Linked DNA regions of Mus musculus: region 2 is linked to region 1. A link is a contact called in public HiChIP or PLAC-seq data. All regions are on one chromosome and are shown on one strand. Each heading gives the region's core, a stretch centred on a gene start, on an enhancer-like site or on the middle of the called end of the contact. The rest is flanking DNA. Distances are from core to core; before and after follow the strand shown.

Region 1 (2,730 bases), core at 116-2,615:
GGTGACACCCTTCACCCCTGACATCTAGTAAAGTCTGTAGGTGGTTGTCACCACTCGGGGAGCGGGTGGGAGGTCAAGACGCTGCCTCAGAGCAGTGACCCAGCTGTAGTTGTGGTTACTGGTGTTGGAGAAGCCCTGGGGCTGGGAGGAGGGCCACCTTGTCCTGGTGAGCCATGCTGCACGGAGCTCTCTGTTCCCAGGCTCAACACGAGAGATCTGGGCTTTCTCTGGTGTGCAATCAACAGAGCCAGGCTGTTCTCAAACTCTTATCCCCTCTCCCACATGGCATATCCCACGTGCCTCTCTTGGGGATCTTTCCTATGTCTTTTTATTTGTTGTTTTTTCAAGACGGCATTCCCTACATAGCTCTGGCTGGCCTGGAACTTGCTCTGTAGACCAGGCTGGCCTTGAACTCGGAGATCCACCATCTGCCTCTGCCTCTCAAGTGCTAGGATTAAAGGCGTGCGCCACCAGCTTCCTGTCTTCCCTCCCTATGTCTTTAACTGCAGTTTCTTCGGTCTAACAAGGATTGATGCCCACTTCAGAGACGAAGGGAACCAGGACACAGAGATGCCAGGCGATTTGCTTAAGTCACACAGCCATCTGGGTAGACACAGGAAGAGAAACCTGTCTCCAGGCCAGCGGTGCATACGTACAGAGCTGTCACCCGTGATGGATGAGTGACAAGTTCAAATGGGAGGGCTGGCATCATGCTCAGGTGGGGACTGAGGCTGGGTCTGAGATGCTGAACATCCTAGAAGTGCCTCTCTAGCCATGGGGCAGCCTTCTCTAATACCACCTGGCTGCCAGGCAGAAGGGCAGAGTTGCAGACTCAACATTAATGTTTACCCAGCTGAGCTTATTCGGGGTTTGGAACAAAATGTACCTCCGACCCCTGCTTCACGGTTCCCTGCAGCAGAGTGGAGCGAGCAGAACACGGTTTAGGGGTGTAGATTTCTTTATAGTACCTCTTAGACTCATTTTGGTTTGCTTTCTATTGTTGAGACAGGGGTCTCACCGTGTAGTCTAGGCTGGCCTTGAGGTCACATTCCCCTGCTTCTGCTTTCTGAGTGGTGGGGACCACAGATACACACAACCGTGCCTGACACATTTCTTTGAAGCCTTTGGCATTATCTTTAAATTAACGTGTAGTCAGTCACACTTCCGCTCTCTGAACCTACTCTTTTTTTTTTTTTTTTATGTTAAAGCAACCGTTGGCGTCAGATCTGAGCGAAGTGGACAGTGAGTTAGCACCCTGTCTGCTCTGAGCTCTCCTGGGATTTCCTAGAACCTCCCTCATCCTAGCCTCTCTAGCTACAAGTGACTGTCAGGCTTCACACAGGGCCACAGCACCCCCTAGGGACGCTACAAGGAACTGGCCCGCTCCACTAGGCGGCTACCTTTCCCCATGTCTGAAATCTGGTTTCCTGTGCACCAGGCTGCTGGGAATGCAGAATGAACCGGCCCACCTCTGAGGGTCTCATGGTCATGGAAAGGCCCCAGGCACAACCTCGGGAAGAAGAGTGTGCCTGTAGAGACTTGCAAAGGTGATGACTTCCTTGAGGGGACATTTGAGAAAGCCTCTGGGGACCATATTGATCAGAAGTGGGACCATATTGACTCAGTAGAGTCCTTGGGGAGGCAGCAGCTTCAGTGCTCGGGGCCCAGACAGACATGAGCCGTGCCTCTCTTCACAGAAGGAGCACACTCCCCTCTGTAGGCCCGTGGGGCTCAGGTGTGGTGACAATGGGGTCAGGTTAATACTCAGTGCCAGCTTAAGTGGAGATCTGCCTTAACATTAGAGAGTGGGGGTGTGGGGTGAAGTTCATTTCAAGGCAACACGGAGCCACACCCAGAGCATTCTGGTCACTGTGGAGGTTAGAAGAGACTAGAATCCTATTGCAAAGCCCCACACCCTGCAGAGGATGGTGGGAGCTCAGGAGGTGGGGGGGGGGTGTGCTGTTGGGGATCACTGGAGGGGTTGGAGACTGGAGGCTTGTCTGGGGCTGTCAGAAGGACAGTAGGACTTGAAGAGGCTCAGCGTCTGAGTGATTCTTTAGCAGAGGCTGGGTCCCAGGAACAGCTGCTTTAAAAGTGTGTCCCGCCAGGGTGGCTTCAGGGTTGGAGGTGGGGTGTTGACTGGTGAGGACCTTTTTCACACTCCTGACTCTAGCAAGGGCTTCCTGGGCCCACTTGGCCTCCTGGTGACACCCCTTGGGTCCAAAGCTGCCCCCCCGGGGGTGGGGGCGGGGCGCCAGAAACGGAGGTGGTTTTCCCCTGGCTCAGGCAGCTCGTATCTTGTTGATTGCAAAGAGGCTGTCTGAGGAAACGGAAGGAAACCGGCCGCCCCATCTGTGCAGCTTCCGATTTCCATTTCACCCAAGACTTCACAGCCACTGGAAGCCAAACCCCAAGAGAGATAACTGCTCCACCCACTTCCCAAAGAAAGGTACAGTCTGCCTTGCCTGGGCTAGGGGACTCCTTCCCCAAAACCACTATGAAGGTCGGAAAGATAGTTCAGTGGTTAAGAGCACTGGCTACTCCTCCAGAGGACCACAAGCTTTGTCTGAAGACGTGGGGCCACTCTGGAGTTGGGACCTCAGGTCTTGGCTTGTTAGACATCTTTCCCTTCCTTCCTGGTGCTCTTCCTGTGGTGTGTGTTGGAGGTGTGTGTGTAGGGCCGGGGAATGGTGGTGTGTGTGTGGGGGAGGGGAGTGGCTATTAAATTAC
Region 2 (2,798 bases), core at 257-2,756, 93 kb after region 1:
GGGCTCACAGCCACCTGTACCCCCCATCTCCATGGTTTCCAATACCTCTGGCCTCTGAACTCATGTGCACACACACATAATTAAAAGACAAATCTAGGGCTGGAGAGATGGCTCAGTGGAGAGATGCTCTCCCAGAGGTCCTGAATTCAATTCCCAGCAACCACATGGTGGCTCACAACCATCTGTAATGGGATCTGATGTCCTCTTCTGGTGTGTCTGAAGACAGGTACAGTGTACTCATATAAATAAAATAAATAAATATATCTTTAAAAAAAATCAAATCTAAAGAGAATGTGTAAAGCAAATAGGCTGGTTACTTCAAATGTCCACATACACCCATACGAGTGCTTTTATTCTCTTCTCTTAGTGCCTTTAAGGATAAAACAAGGCAGGGGGCTCCTGCTGTACATTACCCACTGAGCTCTGGGGAGAATCTGTATGGCCCAGGTTCAGGAGGTCCAGCAATGTGAGCACTCTGTAGAACTGGGAGCGAGAGCAGTGGTGCGTGCCTTCCTAATGTCTACACTCAGGAGCCAAGGGCAGACAAAATGGGGCTCAAGTCAGTAGACAGGGCAGACCAGGCTCCAAGCAGGGTTCCCTTCAATCAGTATGAAAACCAGGTTGCAGGTAAATCTATAAAATGCACCATTTCTCTGCTAAAACTGGAGGGGTGTGTGTGATACAAAGCCTTCGGGACAGGAGCTGCTAGCAATAGTAAACTGAGCGCAATCACACACAAGGGAGGCAAGGCACTAGGAGGTGGCTTAATTTTATATATTAATATAAATATAATAGAATGTTAGGTAAGCAGTCTATTCTATCCAGCCCAGCCCAGCCCCTGGACTTCTGATCCTCCTGCTTCCACCTCCAGAGTGCTAGGATTACAGGCTTGTGCAACCACACCGAGTATATATGGTGCTGTAGCCCGAGCTTGGGGCCTCGGGCATCCCCAGCTCAAAGATCACTCTTGGATTTTGGAGAAAATAAATTTTCTTCTACTTCCAAAGAAATTTGTTCAGACAACTCTACTTGTCCCGTGATGTTTACACATCTGTCTCCTTCACCATAATCCAGATTTGTGTTTTCAAAAATCCAGGTCCTACGCGCATGGCTTGTGTGATCAACACACACTTGTTGAGAAAAAAAATGAGTGAGTGAGTGAATGAATGAATGAAGATGGAAGGTGGATATAGGTAAATGAACTAATAAACGTCGTGGGGAAAGGACAGCAGATAGAAATCGTCGAGGTCTCCGGGATGTTGGAGGGGCTCCCCTGAGGTCCCTTCAGAACTTACAGGTACTCCCGGCCGCAGCTCTGTGCGTGCGGGCAACCTGCGAGTCAGGCCGGCCACTGCGGCACGAACCCGCGTCCCCTCCACCAATTCCTCCCCCACCTCCAACCCTCACCTAGTCTCCAGGTAGACGTTGGGCGGCTGCCAGGTGTCTGGGGGAATCGCCGCCATGCTGAGCGAAGGTATCCCCCCCGCTAGCAATCACTACTTCCGGCGGAGTTAACCCGGGACCCGCCCCTGGGCACACACTTCCGGTTCCCGCCGATCCGCCCGTTTGCTTGACAGGATTTAGGGCGCTGGGACAAGAATGACGAAGGATCCTTCTTTCTAGGCTGGGAAGAGGGTTGCAAGTCGAAATGCTCAGTGCAGGAACTCAGACAAGTGCAAGATTCTCCAGGGGCGATTCGCGCCACGCTCCGGAACAGTGATTGGTCTGTTTTGGCGCGGAAGGCGGGAACAACCTTCTTCACTCTGATTGGAGGGCTGGAGAATTTCCTAGTTCCCAGACTTGGGTGATGCCCCTGGCTGGCTTTGAACTCAAAAAGATCTGCCTGCTTCTGTCTGCCGAGTGCTGGGATTTAAGGCGTGCACCACCACGCCCAGCGTCTATTCCTTAAAGCAATCCTGTGGATGACAGGAGTCCCGTTTTTCAGCGGAGAAAACTGAGACTCCGCCGTTAAGTGCCACATGGCAAATCTGATCCCACAGACTCCAAAAGCAAAGAGCATGTGGAAAGAGGAAAAGGCTGGGAAGAGAGACAAAGCTTAAAATGACTGTCCCAGGAGATAGTGGTGCACGCCCCCAGCGCTGGAGCGGCAGAGGCAGGGGGATCTCAGAGTTCAAGGCCTGTACAAGGTCTCTTCTACAGAGCGAGTTTCAGGATAGCTAGGACTACTCAGAGAGGTATCCTTGGAGCTGGAAATGCAGGCCAGTTAGTAGACGGCTTGCCTAACAGGGCTTAGTGGGTAAAGTACTTGAATTTAGGTCCCTAGGACCCATGCAAATGCCAGGTAGATATGCACTTGCGGCCTCAGCAACCGGGAAAGCAGAGACCATGGGGAAGAATCCAGGGAGCTGGCTAGCCATCCAGTCTAGCCCAAATAGCTCTCTCCAAGTTCAGTGAGCCACGAGGGAAATGTATATTTTATATTGAACATCCCATAATTAACAACAAAGAAGTAGGAAAATATTTACAAGACTTCCTGAGTTCTAAGATGCATCTACCCTCCCACCCACCCACTTCCTGCACAGCAAAGCAAAAATTGAGCAAATGCTTACTCTTAACAACCTACGGCTCTTCAGAAAATTGAGCAATGCATATTAAAGAGAAGCAATCTGAACCGTAGTGTGCAAGGTACTTACTTACAGGCCAACAGAGCTGTGGGTGAACACTCTGGGGAGGCTCTCCCATTAAAGATCAGATAAATAAAAAAGACTTTAATTTTTTATTTATTTTGTGTGTGTGTGTGTGTGTGTGTATCTGGGTTTGTATGGGCACACAGGAGC

The links. HiChIP or PLAC-seq counts read pairs in DNA pulled down with a chosen protein or histone mark.
Region 2: an H3K27ac HiChIP or PLAC-seq map of embryonic stem cells shows a contact between it and region 1, with 3 times the contacts expected there. The contact joins the promoter of Ppil1 here to the enhancer-like site in region 1. A contact is called at or near these places in 9 of 39 promoter capture datasets (the C10 cell line, the HPC-7 cell line, the SN4741 cell line and 2 more), 1 of 15 datasets of contacts at CTCF or cohesin (the NIH/3T3 cell line), 55 of 484 Hi-C or Micro-C datasets (B cells, CD4 T cells, CD8 T cells and 34 more), 40 of 115 datasets of contacts at active chromatin or transcription factors (the 230-238 cell line, CD8 T cells, the HPC-7 cell line and 19 more) and 3 of 9 other capture datasets (adipose tissue, liver and pancreatic islet).

What each region holds. Positions count from the first base shown.
Region 1 is chr17:29,169,971-29,172,700 of GRCm38.p6, forward strand. The region is part of intron 12 of Cpne5 (copine V); the gene reads right to left. Among named protein-coding and RNA genes, the nearest start is that of Rab44, 57 kb to the left of the region's middle. Within about 2 kb of position 1,366, at least 104 of the 459 cell types and tissues checked have an H3K27ac peak or open chromatin away from gene starts, as enhancers often do. A contact at or near this core is called in the 230-238 cell line, B cells, CD8 T cells and 22 more, where this site is marked.
Region 2 is chr17:29,262,465-29,265,262 of GRCm38.p6, forward strand. It overlaps Ppil1 (peptidylprolyl isomerase (cyclophilin)-like 1), which reads right to left and starts at 1,507. Exons shown (of 4, transcript NM_026845.4): 1 at 1,408-1,507. The coding sequence starts at 1,463.